Linked DNA regions of Mus musculus: regions 2, 3 and 4 are each linked to region 1. Evidence: chromatin contacts called from public Hi-C and promoter capture Hi-C data. All regions are on one chromosome and are shown on one strand. The core of a region is the stretch at or near the end of the contact, and the rest is flanking DNA. Distances in the headings are between cores, read along the strand shown.

What was found. Promoter capture Hi-C pulls out the DNA fragments that hold promoters and counts their contacts. A called contact is a pair of places that touch in the nucleus more often than the background predicts.
Region 2: a Hi-C map of B cells shows a contact between it and region 1, with 7 read pairs. The contact joins the promoter of Psmb3 here to the promoter of Rara in region 1. A contact is called at or near these places in 2 of 39 promoter capture datasets (liver and pre-B cells) and 1 of 484 Hi-C or Micro-C datasets (B cells).
Region 3: a Hi-C map of B cells shows a contact between it and region 1, with 7 read pairs. The contact joins the promoter of Rab5c here to the promoter of Rara in region 1. A contact is called at or near these places in 1 of 39 promoter capture datasets (liver), 1 of 484 Hi-C or Micro-C datasets (B cells) and 3 of 115 datasets of contacts at active chromatin or transcription factors (kidney, large pre-B cells and pancreatic cancer cells).
Region 4: a contact with region 1 is called in a promoter capture Hi-C map of embryonic stem cells, with 8 times the contacts expected there. The contact joins the enhancer-like site here to the promoter of Rara in region 1. A contact is called at or near these places in 5 of 39 promoter capture datasets (embryonic stem cells, liver and stem cell-derived epiblast-like cells) and 6 of 115 datasets of contacts at active chromatin or transcription factors (astrocytes, embryonic forebrain, embryonic stem cells and 1 more).

What each region holds. Positions count from the first base shown.
Region 1 is chr11:98,935,951-98,938,946 of GRCm38.p6, reverse strand. Rara (retinoic acid receptor, alpha) reads right to left here and starts at 1,251. Exons shown (of 9, transcript NM_009024.2): 1 at 1,068-1,251. It overlaps Gm46294, which reads left to right. Exons shown (of 3, transcript XR_003949771.1): 2 at 745-1,023; 3 at 1,406-1,684.
Region 2 is chr11:97,701,922-97,705,077 of GRCm38.p6, reverse strand. It overlaps Psmb3 (proteasome (prosome, macropain) subunit, beta type 3), which reads right to left and starts at 1,644. Exons shown (of 6, transcript NM_011971.4): 1 at 1,588-1,644; 2 at 1,106-1,290. The coding sequence starts at 1,590. It overlaps n-TNgtt8 (a tRNA gene), which reads left to right and starts at 2,556; the gene lies at 2,556-2,629. It also overlaps a transcript of Pcgf2 not described here.
Region 3 is chr11:100,736,893-100,739,877 of GRCm38.p6, reverse strand. It overlaps Rab5c (RAB5C, member RAS oncogene family), which reads left to right and starts at 1,663. Exons shown (of 6, transcript NM_024456.5): 1 at 1,663-1,800.
Region 4 is chr11:100,388,476-100,391,600 of GRCm38.p6, reverse strand. The region is part of intron 1 of Jup (junction plakoglobin); the gene reads left to right. Among named protein-coding and RNA genes, the nearest start is that of Jup, 7.8 kb to the left of the region's middle. Within about 2 kb of position 1,305, at least 102 of the 459 cell types and tissues checked have an H3K27ac peak or open chromatin away from gene starts, as enhancers often do. A contact at or near this core is called in astrocytes, embryonic stem cells and liver, where this site is marked.

The DNA.
Region 1 (2,996 bases), core at 2-2,501:
AGCAAAGGGTAGCAATTCTGTTGGAAAACATCCACACATACATGTGCACACGGTCCACAGGTAGAAGGTAGCCATCTGGCTGCAACATCGGGAGCTGGCATCAGGTAAGGAGCAAGGGGTACCATCCCTTCCATGCCAGCATGCTGGGCATCCTATCCAAGACGGGATGAATAGTGGAGGGGCAGGGCAAGAAACTTCCCAAGACTCAGTTTGTTGTTGTTGTTGTTGCTTTTTAAATTATTTCCATATGAGCTAGCCCCCACCCCCAGCCTTGCACACTGGGGAATCTGTCCCCCTTTCCCACGAACAGTAAGACAGCAGGGCAGTGCCCAGAGAGAAAAGGAGACACAGTTAAACTGATCTGCCAACCACCCCTCAACATACACACATCTGGCTAGCAGCTTCCAAGCCTCGTGGGTGGCACTAAATCCCAGACATCCTCAGCGAAGCAAGGTCGGCCAGTCTATTCTGTCCTTCCCTCACCCCAAAAGGCTTCCACAAGCCCCAAGTAACACAAAACTCAGGCGCGTCTCACCCAACTGCTCTGGCTCCCGCACCCAATTCTGACGGCTCCCCCACACTCCAACCGAGACACCAGCTGAGCGGGCCCCGCCCCCCCAGCCAGTTCCCTCTGGTGGGGGTGGGCCCCTGGCTGATTCTCCCCAAACCACAGGGCGGCTCAGGTAACAGGAGAAAGAGTAGGAGGGGGCTAGTCCGTTGGGCATCTGATCTCTCCCCAAACAGGTTTCAAGAAGTCTTTTTGTTTGGTTTGGGTTTGAAGAGAAAAGAGAGTTCCCAGCAGTAGATCCGCCACGACTGGAGCGCCGAGGACACGCGCGGCAGGCGGCCGCAGAAGCCTCAAGGCTGTGCGCGCGAAGACGCGGCGCAGACGGGGCTCCCCAACCCCGGACACGCCAGCGGCAGGCTGGGAAGTCCAGGAAACCCCAGGTCCCCGTCGAAACTGCCGGGCACCCAGTCCCCGCCCGCAGTTCCCATCCAGAGTGGGCCACCGGGCCCCGAAGTGTGAGAGAATCGAGGGTTCCCCAGGGTTCCAGGGGAGAGGTTACCTCGAAGCGAGGGGATGCAACCCGTCTGCGTGTCTGCGGGCACAGGGTCTGCCCCAAGCAGGCGCCGCGGCGCTGCCCGGCGTCAGGGGTGTGGGGTCCTCCGAGAGGAGCCGTCCGGGGGGCCGCAGCTCAGGGGCGCGGGGCGACGGCAGCGGCCATGGCGAGTCACGTGCAGAGGCTGAAACTTTACCCGGAGCCCTAGACTGGGGGGGGCGGAGGGTATGGAGCTGGGGTGGGAGGGAGGCCCCCCTGCCGCAGGCCCGCCCCTGCATGCCACGGGCCAATCACTAACCGGGGGCGGGTCCTCATGCTCACACCCGCCCCTCTCTCCTTAATAGACCCAGGGAAGGGCGAGTCTTAAAGGAGACGCTTCCAGCTAGTGGCCGGACCGTGGGAATCTGGGAGAATCCCTCCCTCAACACGCCAGAAAGAGATTCGGGGTGTGTGTGTGTGGGGGGGGGGGCGGTGTGAAGTTCAGAGAAAAGAATAAATTACGACTCGGCGGTGAACGAACCTCAGGGTGCGGGATCCTACACACACTCCCTTTCCCCACCCCCCACCCCGCTACACGCCCACACTCACAGAGACACACACACATCACACACACCTACCAAACCTGGGAAGAAAGGAGGTGGTGTAATATGGAGAACGCACTGACTCCTGCCCCAGCTGTCAAGTCTCTGTCTCTCCTAATCACAATCCTCCGGGGCCAGCTGAAACTGAAAGCTATCTGACCTTGAGCAAAACACTTGGCTCCTCTGGACCTTAGTATTTCTCATCTGTAAAGCCGAAGTACAAAGGGAAGACCGTCTTCTCCATAGAACATCCTTCTTTCCCAAACACCTCTCCGGCTTGAGTAGGTTAGAGGAAATTTCTAGCTCAACTGAATCCCTTCGAGTAGCTAGAAATATGGTCACCCCAAGCCAGCTCTTTGGACGGCCTGGAGTCGCTCTCCATTCTAGAAGACCCACTTGAGGGCCGAGGGCAGTTCATACATGTTCCAGGAGGACAGGATCTGAACCACACTCCATCTCCAGACCTCAATTCCCAACTGTCACAAGCCCCCTCCGGGCCAGCCGGAGGTTAAGGTTTCCACCTCTAACACTGCACTGGAGGAGGGTGAGTCCACTATGCAGTGCCTACCTCACCCGAGTTCCCGGGCAGAGAAGTGGCAACTGCCCCCCACAGGACATCCCACTGGCAAGGGAAGTGCCACACACCCAGGCCTCCACCCTGGGGACGCTCAGTCTAATCCGATGTCCGGATTTTCAGACTAAGAACAGGAGGTCCGAGGCCCATATGGGATTTTGTCCACGGTTGCATGGGTGTCTGAACCGGGCCTAGAACTAGAATATCTGCTTGTCTCTCTGTGGCTTTGCTCTGGCGGCCTTGGAAGGTAGGTAGCACAGCTCAGGTCCGTGGGACACTCTGTCCAGAGGTCGGACGCAAGGGAAAACTCCGCAAAGCGGTGCAGCGCTTCCCCAGACCCTTGCCGCCCCGCTGGGCTAGCGCAGTCTCCCGCTCCCGTCTGGATTTCCGCCGGGGCGAACCACCCGCCCAGCCCCTCTCTTGCCGCCCCGCCCCGATCTGTCCCGTCCAGATCCATCCACAAACATGCGCTCAGCAGGCAAGAATGCGTCAATGGCTCCCAGATGTGGAGGCCGCCGCTTAACCCATTCCCTTCCACGCACCCACTCCCGTGCCCCCGTCAAGCCTTCCAGCCAGAGCCCCACCATCATCAGGAGCCTCCATACAAGTGAGGAACCTACCTGGCTGAGAGGGTAGCCTAGGGCCAGTTCACCTCTAGTTTCCATAGGCTCCTCTAGCCTAGATCCTACCAGATAGGTGCATGCACAGAGTTACACTGCCTCCCTCCCACATGGGCAGCCTTCAGACACACCTGCGGGCATATGGATTCAGGTACACTTT
Region 2 (3,156 bases), core at 395-2,894, 1.2 Mb after region 1:
TGTAACTCAATAGCATATCATGTGCTTAAGCTTTCAAAATCCTGGTTTCAATTTCTAGTACCAGGGTTGGGGGTCAGGGCAAGACTTGACTCTTGACCTCGATGCTCAGTGAATCAATGAATGAGTCTTTCTTCAGCAACTCACAGCATCCCATCCTTGAGATGGTGGGATGGGTCAGTGGGCAGTAACACCTACGCCAGGCCTAAGCAGCTCAATGCCTGGAACCACATGATGGAAAGGCAAAACCAACTTCTGCAAGCTGTCCTCTGACCTTCACACAGGGCTGTGGAACCCGGGCATACAAACAATAAAATGATAATAATAATAATAATAAATGTAGAGGCTGGAGAGATGGCTCAGGCATGAAGAGCACTGACTGCTCTTCCAGCTTTCTATCCCCAGCACCCACATGGTGGCTCACAACCACCTGTAATTCAAGCTGGGTCATGAGGGTTGCTGGGGGGGAAGGTTGTCCAACAATCTCTTCTAGCCTCTGCAGTCACTGCACACATGTGGTGCACAGACACACATACACGTAAAATAATAATCAATGAATTGTGTTTTTAAAGTTCCCACCACCAACCACAGCGATCAGAACCAGCACACTGGGGCCATCACAGACAACCCGTTTCCCCTCTCAGACCCTCCCATCACTCAAATCACATAAGCACTGTCAACTAGGTAAGTAAAGTGGGCAGTTAAAACCCAACAGCTCATCATGGTTAGTTATCGTTCGGTATGTCTGCTTTGCCAGCCGCCTACTGGTTTAGCGAGTGCCCACGGTCTTTAGAAAGACCTACAGTAGGATTCTGGCTGACGTTCATTACTGTGCATCTTGAAGGAAGGTCTCAATTTTTTTTTCAATTGCAGAATGAGACGGCTCGCCAGTAATATTAAGACGGTGATTAAGGGACTCCCTAACAAAAATGCTTCTTCACAAAGAGCAGAGCACAAGGTAATGCCAGAAAAACATAGGTTAGGACCCATCTCCGTAACGCTGTGGTGTTCAGCTGAGTCTCACACTCAATCGTGGCTTTTGGCAGATGGCTGATATCGGGCTGCTCAACGAAGAAACCTGGGTGAAGGTGGGGCTGGAGACACTTACACTGTCTGGACGTCAGTGGCCAGGCCGGCCAGGCCTATGTAGAGCCTGTCACCCATGGGAAAGATCTTCTGGAAGTCCGTGGTCACCATCTGGGCCTGGATCCCGAAACGTCTGTCTGCAGCGATGGCCACACAGTTCTTTCCCTTCATGGCCATGACGGCCCCTCCATTATAGGACATAATAGACTGGGGACAAACAAATCAAGGGGCTCAGTTCGTGGAGCTAAGTGGGACCATAACCTTCACATCAGTTCTGGTCCCCAAAGCTCATATACCCGTGCCCTCCACTCCGGAGGAGCCAGGACGCCAGGAGCTCCAGCCCTGAGATGGGCCCGGTGGGGCACCCAGGAACCGCACTCATCTGCACGGTACTCCCATGTGCATTCTACTGACCACCAGGCTCTCCCCGTCCCGAACCCAAGCACTACTCGTCCTTGCTTTCAGTTCCCATCCCAGACTCCTTTCCTTACTCCCCGATCTCACCATGATTGCGCTGGAGTGGAAGCCCGATCCCCACAGCGTTGCCTGCAAACCGGCTCTGGCTTTCTCAGGGTCAACGCTCTTGCCGAATCCTCCCCATTGGCTGGCGGGCCGACTCGGATTGACTAGTTCAGCTTTCTATTGGACACTCATGCCGTCAGTCACAAATATGCATAGTTTGGTTGAGACACCAAAACGGAGGTATGGAAAGCGGAAAGTGAAAAGTCACTGTGAGTGCGGAAGAGCCTACGGTCCGGGGCATGTTGGGATCTTGGCGGACCTGGAGTTCGGGCCATCCCGTTTAGGGGCGGAGTTTGCAACACGTGGGCTTGGGACAGGCCTTGTGGGGCTGGTGCTGTAAGCAGAGTAGGTAAGCTGGCGCTTACCGTGGTGCTGCAGGAGTTAGGCATTTTACTCAAGCTACCCGACTTCCAGTGTTCATTCACAAATCCTTACTGTTCACCGGGATTTTTGCAGGCGCCAATTAACCTATCGGCACCGAGTATACCGAAGGCGCCCATTCTTTGCAGAATGGGAAGATCGTGCCGAGGGTTCGTGCTAGGAGGGTTTAGTTCCAGAATGGAGCTTTTGTTTTGTTTTACGGGAGTGAGCTACAGGTTGTTCAGCGTTTGGAGTCTCTCACTCCCAATCCCTGCTGGCCGACAGACGTAGCCCTAAGTCTCTGTTCACTCTACAAAGGAACGTTCTGTGCCACATCCTAGACACTGACCGAGGATAGCCTGGGCCAACGGCTCCAGGGCAGCCCAGGTGGGACGTGTGCATCCCTTGCTTTCCCTTCCCTTGCACAACCACTGTTCCCTCCGCCACAGCCTCGATTCGCTGTTCTTCGAGATCAGATTTTGTTCCGCTGGGTTTCTAAGCTACTGTAACTGCTTGCGTCGTGACTGGTCTTGCGCCATATCGGCTCAGTACTATTGACTCGGCTCTCTGCCTCACAAACAACTGTCACCGTCTCTGTGGCGCAATCGGTTAGCGCGTTCGGCTGTTAACCGAAAGGTTGGTGGTTCGAGCCCACCCAGGGACGGTCTCGGCCTTTTTTTTTTTTTTTTAAATCGCAAATGCTCCAAAGCCACATTCGGTACCGAGGTACCAGAAGCAATAATTGTGATACACCAACCCAGATGGTCACTGTATTTAGAAATCCGTCTATGGTCAGTGAATGGATCTATCCCTAACGTCTCCTCACCACCTCTCACTATTCTTTCTCCCAATCAGGATGACAGAAAGGCAAAGCCAAGTTTCTGTCTCACTGCCATGTTTAACAATGCAATTTTCCTTGGATTAAGAATAAATTTTGCTGCGGAGGTTGGACAGCTTCCCATTGTCTGCATCAGTGGACGATAGCAACTTGAAAGAGGAAATCTGTCCCGGTGGATGGAAACAGTCAGGAAAAAAACCACAGGAACAAAGTGAGGGATAAAAGAGTGGAAGGAGGAAGAACCTAGCTGTGATCTACAGAGAAAGGCATACCATGAGGGGGCCTAAGTAGACAGTGCGGAAGATGGGGAAATAAATACAGAGATCAACAAAGGGCATCGTTTGCAAGAGGGA
Region 3 (2,985 bases), core at 414-2,913, 1.8 Mb before region 1:
TGTGCATGTCATATGGTGCATATGTTGTAGGAAACTGGCACCTTGGTGATAAAGATGAAATTGGATGTGGGCACAGCTTTGTGGCAGGCTGTCCCAGACAGGTCTATTCTTCAGCTCAAACTTTCAGGGTATGACTGATGCTGTTCCATGCCCTAGGCATTACATGGTCTCTGGGGGTGGGCTTTGATTTTATAAAAGTTTTGAGTAGTATCCCCGGGAGAGAGATGCAGAAAGAGGCCAGTGTTGGAGGATGAGGTTAAACAGAAGTGGTCCTAATTCATGCCGGGCGTGGTGGCGCATGCCTTTAGTCCCAGCGCTAGGGAGGCAGAGGCAGGAGGATTTCTGAGTTCGAGGACAGCCTGGTCTACAAAGTGAGTTCCAGGACAGCTAGGGCTACACAGAGACACCCTGTCTCGAAAAACAAAAAACAAAAAACAAACAAACAAAAAGTGGTCCTAATTCATACAGAAGGAATTAGAAGCAACAGAAACAGAACTGACCTGTGGTAGAAGGGTTAGTGGTTTTCATCTATAGTGACGGGTAGAGAGAACACAGGTAGTCTTTGAAGGAGCGCTAATTCTGACTGGGGGCAGAGTGAGGGAGATGAGGGGGTCTGGTATATTTGGGAACAGAGCCTAAGAAAGAAAGCTTAGTCTGTCGTGGTGGTTGCACATGTGTTTAATCCCAGCACTCCAGAAGTAGAGGCAGGAGGATCTCTGTGAATTCAAATACAACCCATCTACAAAGTAAGTTCCAGGCCAATCAGGACTACATAGTGAGAGCCCATGTGAAAGGAAGAGAGAGTGAGAGCAACCCTTGGCAGCAGCAGGTCTCCTTTTCAACCATTTAGTATCCTCTAGACAACTCCTTCTTTTAAAAAAAAAAAATTACATTTCTTCAAGTATTTAGCGGGAGGGAGGGTGGATGGGTGGTTGTCAAAAGACAACTAGTGGGAGTCTGTCTTACTCCATGTGAGTCCTGGGCACGGCACTCAGTCAGGCTTGGCTGCAAGCATCTTCACCTGTCGAGCCGTTTCGCTAGCCCCCAGAGAGCCCATTCTATAGAGCTCTCAGAGATTTCATCACCTTTTTTTTTTCTTTCTTTTTTCTTTTTCTTTTCTTTTCTTTTTTTTTTTTTTTTTTAAGCCAGGATCTTACTACATAACCCTAGCTGTTACTCACAGAGATCTGCAAGCCTCTGCCTTCGGATCGAGCCATTACACCTGACTCCATCGCCTTTCCTATAATAGAATGTCCTCAACAATCAGCCTCCTGGGCGGGCTTGGCTTCTCCAAGTTGCCGAGGGCACACGACCGGTCTGCGCGGCTACGTGAACATCATATTTTTCCTTTCTCAATTCTGCATGAACAGCCCTCTGTCTGCTCTCTTGGAAAGCTCAGCCACACGCCTTCCCTCGCGGCACTTGGAACTGGCAGTGACGCGATAAGCAGGCCTGGACCGGCTCCGCCCCACCGGCAGCCGGTTCCACCCAAAACCCAAGTGCCAGGCAGCCCCCGGCTCCTCCCTGTGCGGAGAACTACAAGTCCCGCCATCCCTCGCGCGCACTCTCCCTCCTTTCCCGCGTTGATTGTGGGTAGGATCGGAGTGTCTCCCATTGGTCTGTTCTTTCTGTCAGTCACCTGGGAATATAGAGAGGCGGGGCAGAGCTGAAGATCCGGATCCGGAGCGGCTGAAAGGCGGAAGTGGAGGCCGGAGCCTGGGACACCGCCGGGGGTGGGGGGGAGAGGAGCGGAGTCTGTGGAAGCCCCGGCCCAAAGTAACGCTGCTGCCCGGAGCCGCGGTGAGTGTGCCTGTCCCAGGGCCAGTGTCTCACTTGTGTGGTAGCCTCCCTGGGGTACCCTTTCCTCCTGCCCAACCTTAGCTTAGGGGGACACTGACCCCTCCCCCGACCCGTAGCCCCCTCTTAGGGGCTCACCAGGGCGTCAGGCCAAAGGGGGAGCTCCTCTTTCCTTCGCTAACCTGTCCTTCGGGAGCCTTTGGGAGTCTTTTGAGGCTCTCCTCTGGCCTGTCCAGTCCACTTGTGGGAGAGAGGGACTCTTAAGTTCCGCTCCCCACCCCCTCAGCTTTCAAAATCAAAGAGTCTTTACCAGGTGCGAAGGAACCTGTCCCCCTTCTCTTTTAGAGGTGACGGAGAGTGCTGTCTCTCCTGGTTTTCCTTTCCTGTGTTCTACGCCTCCCACTCCCCAATCCCAACCAAAAACCCAGTTGTCCCCCTGCAGCCCTGAAATTATCTTTATCTCGATTTCCTTTCGGAGATGCGGGGATGGGGGGGGGGGGATGTCGGAATGAGAGTGTTGTACACGCACAGAAGTGTTTTTGCGCGCTTACAGTTCCTTACTTCCTCTTGAGCTTACGAGGACCTCAGCAGAGTTTGAATTCTGGGTCACTTAGACGGAATGGCAGCCTTCTCCTTGGACTGCACGTTATGCCCCCAGCCCTGTCTTAAGTTCTCTCAGTGTGTGTTCGTCTTCCTGCCTCTAAAGAATTTAGCTGAGCTCTGCTCAATCCTAGGGACAGATCACAGATCAGGGAGGATCTGCCCATTCATTATCTTCTGTCTCCCCTCCTCCTTCCCCCCTGCTTCAGGCCCAGCCCTGTCCTTCCAGAGCATGTGAGTGGTTTCCTTAGAGAGACTGCTGCCTGCTTATCTATAGGGGTGGAGAATAGACCAAATAGGAGTAGTGTGAAATTGAGGCACCATCTCTTAACCACCCTGAATCACACACCACTATACACTTGAGCAACAGGTCCATTCCTCACCAGAGTCTCCACTCCCCTCTTGGCTTGGACTTTTTCACAGAGCAGTTAGTCCACATCACCGTGGCAGGTATAGTTTTCGTCCGTAAAGGAATTGCTTATGTGTGCTGGAAAGTGCCAGTTCCCCTACTGTATTGACACAGGATTCTTGTGTTTTCCTTGGGACTTAAGTGTGTGAAATGGCTGGTATCTCTGACCAAGCTGGAAG
Region 4 (3,125 bases), core at 56-2,555, 1.5 Mb before region 1:
CTTGCAAAGCTTTTGCTTGCTGCAGCCTGCGTTGTCCAGGGACTAAGGGTTCAGGTCCCTCCTGTCCAGCCCTACGCCTGTAACATCCTACTCTAACTGGCTGGCATCCAACTGCTGTTAATGGGACTGCCTAAGCCCAATGGTGCTGGCTAGGGGCTTGTAACAGCTGGAGTAATTTTCCACTCCCAGGAGTCCTGGTTTGGGCTCATCTGCCGGCCTGGGATGCTGTCCTCATCAGGGATGCAGCTGGAGCCCTCTGTTAGGGGAACCCATTAGGTTTCCTAGGTCAGGCCACTTCCCTCTGCTACATAGCCCCCTCCATTTTCCCACCCGGCTCTGTTTGCTTTGGGAAGCAGCCCAGAAGAGAACAAACAGCAGCTGGGTCATGGCCTGAGCCTCTCCCACTCCAGACCTCTTCTCAGCCATGGTCTGGCCTGGGCTGCCCTCCAGGCTGGAAGTGAGAATGTTCCTTTGAAACATCCCTTGTCTTCTCTGGTCATCAGCATCGGCCATGCGCGAGTAGCTTGTGCTGCCTCTCTTACCAGTGTGGGCCATTCTGGTGATAGAAATCATGGTGTCTGCCCAGGAACCTCTCACCATGATAGAATGGGGTGCTGGGGTTGGGGGGACAGTGAGGGGTTCCCTCGTGGAATCAGCAGTCTCTAGAAGTTTCTATGTCTGACTGTGCGAGCCATGACAGTGTGTGTTTCTTTCTGTCCTTGGGACTGTTGGCAGTATCTCAGCTGGATCCAGAGGCATTGAGAAGGGAAGCTTAGGGCTGGTATCCTCTCTAAGCCCTTACTCTGAGGTGGGGACTGTTCTGTTGGGGTTGGCTACTGCTTGGGTGGCAGCTATGTTCAGGTTACATACAGTCTGAGGAAAAGGGGTCCCATGACTACATAAATGGTTTGACTTGCCCAAAGGCCCACAGCCAGTTAGGTGTTGGTTCTGATGGGGACCCTTTGTAAAGATGTTTATCCCTCTGCTCTCCTGCTTTGATGTAAGCCTGTGTGTGGGTCTGGGTGTGCCTAGGGTGCCAACCTCTAGCCCGAAGGACCTCCAGGGGAAGCCCAGCTTTGCCTGCCATGTGTGGCCCCGTGCTTTGTTTCTGCATCCAGGTCCAGCCCAGCCTCTCAGGCAGCCCTCTCCTGAGCCTGTTTCTAGGTGTTTTACTGTCACTTAGCAGCCCAGCGTGGCTGTGCCTGTTGCTTGACTGTCCCTGCAGGTGCTGGCTAGGTCGGAGGCTGCTGTCACTCTTGGAGGGGTTATTTTTAAAGTCAGGACTGGGCGTCATTCTGCTGGACAGCTTGGACGGAGGGTGCGTGGTGCCAGCACCCCAGCTGGCTGTATGGAAGAACAGGCATGGAGGGCAGGGCTCTGACCACCCCCCCTCCCCAGTCTGGAGCCAGTGGGGGAAGGGACCTTTGCATACCCTTCAAGGGCCTGTGTCTTCTCTCTTCCTGTCCTCCTCCTACTCCACCCTGTGATCTCTAAACTGGCTTCTTCCTCCCTGCCACCAACAATGGAGCAGAGTCCCACTGCTAAACAAAGGTCCCCCTTTCAACTCGGAAACCCGCCCTGTCCCTGTCTCTGTCTCTACCCATCTCTGGCCCAGTGCCTGGGCAGGGCCCCCCACCCCCCACCGTCTCCCTCACTTCCACCCTGGTTCTGTCCAGGGCGCATTGCAGAAGGTCTGACCTGTGTTTCCAGGGTGAAGAATGCTGAGACCTAACTGGGTGCGGCCTCTCCGCCCCGAGAATGGCCAAACCTATACTTTTGCTTGTTGTGGAAGAATGTCCCAGGCTCTCTGAGTTGGTAGGGAGAATGGTGAAACTGATTGACCATCCTCTCTGATGGCTGACTACCAGCCTTCCCCTTACAAGAGTAGCTAGTTGTCTCTGTGAAGATTTCTGGTGTGTCCACTCTCTGAGCTGCTTTCAACTCTACCTTGCCCACCCTTAGCCTAACCTTCACTGACACAGGAACCTTCGCATCTTATTAGAATCTGGCCATCAGTGCTTCTTCTGAGATCATGGGGCCAGCCTTTCTCAGATTAAAAAACACCCAATACTGGGCAGTGGTTGCGCACGCCTTTAATCCCAGCACTTGGGAAGCAGATTTCTGAGTTCGAGGCCAGCCTGGTCTAACAGAGTGAGTTCCAGGACAGCCAGGGCTACACAGAGAAACCCTGTCTTGAAAAAGCAAAACAAAACAAACAAAACAAAACACACCCAAAGGGGCTGGAGAGACACCTCAGCTGTTAAGAGCACCAGCAGCTCTTCCAAAGGTCCCGAGTTCAGTTCCCAGCACTCACATGGCAGCTCACAACCATCTGTAACTCCATTTTCAGAGGATCTGACACCCTCACACAGACATGCATGCAGGCAAAACACCAATGCGCATTAAAAATAAACAAATCCTTCAAAACAAAGCAAAAACACCCAGAGATTCCCAGCATATATGGTAGAGCTGAGACCCTAATCTGACCCTAATCTGACCAATGCATAGGTGGGGAGGACCGCCACCTGTGATCACCCTCATCCTTACCTTCCCCTTCCTCCCCTTGGTCAGAGGGCTCAGTTTCTCCCAGACTCTCAGAAGTGAACTAAACCCCAGTCTGCAAGTAAGACAGACTCAGCACTGAGCATGGTGCCACCGTTCCTGGAACTTGGAGCCTCTGTTTCCCCATCTATAAATTGGGAATCAGCAAAGGCCTACCGGCAGGGTTGGAAGTCACTGGCTATTAGAGAACAGGATGCTTGCCCTCTGATATCCTTTGACCTCTGCCTGGCCCTGGGCAACTTTCCAGCCTTTGCTTCCCTTGGCTCCAGGCCTGGCCATCTGGGCCCGAGGAACAGCCTGTGAGTGAACCCCTCTCTCCTGAGGCTACCCTTGACCGCAGTGTTCCCTTCTGATCTGCGGCTGCTCCTTGGTTTAAGATGAGCCTTCTCCCATCTCTCTGGGTCCAAATGGCTGGTTGCGTGGCTGTCTCAGTGGAAGGCAGCTTTGTGGTTGGACTGAGGAGTTCATGCCGACCGGGGCAGGTCTTCCTCACCTTCTTGGACCCTATGCTTTTGCCTCTATTGGGCACTGGAGGGTCAGCATCTATGGGTTTCACCTTCTCA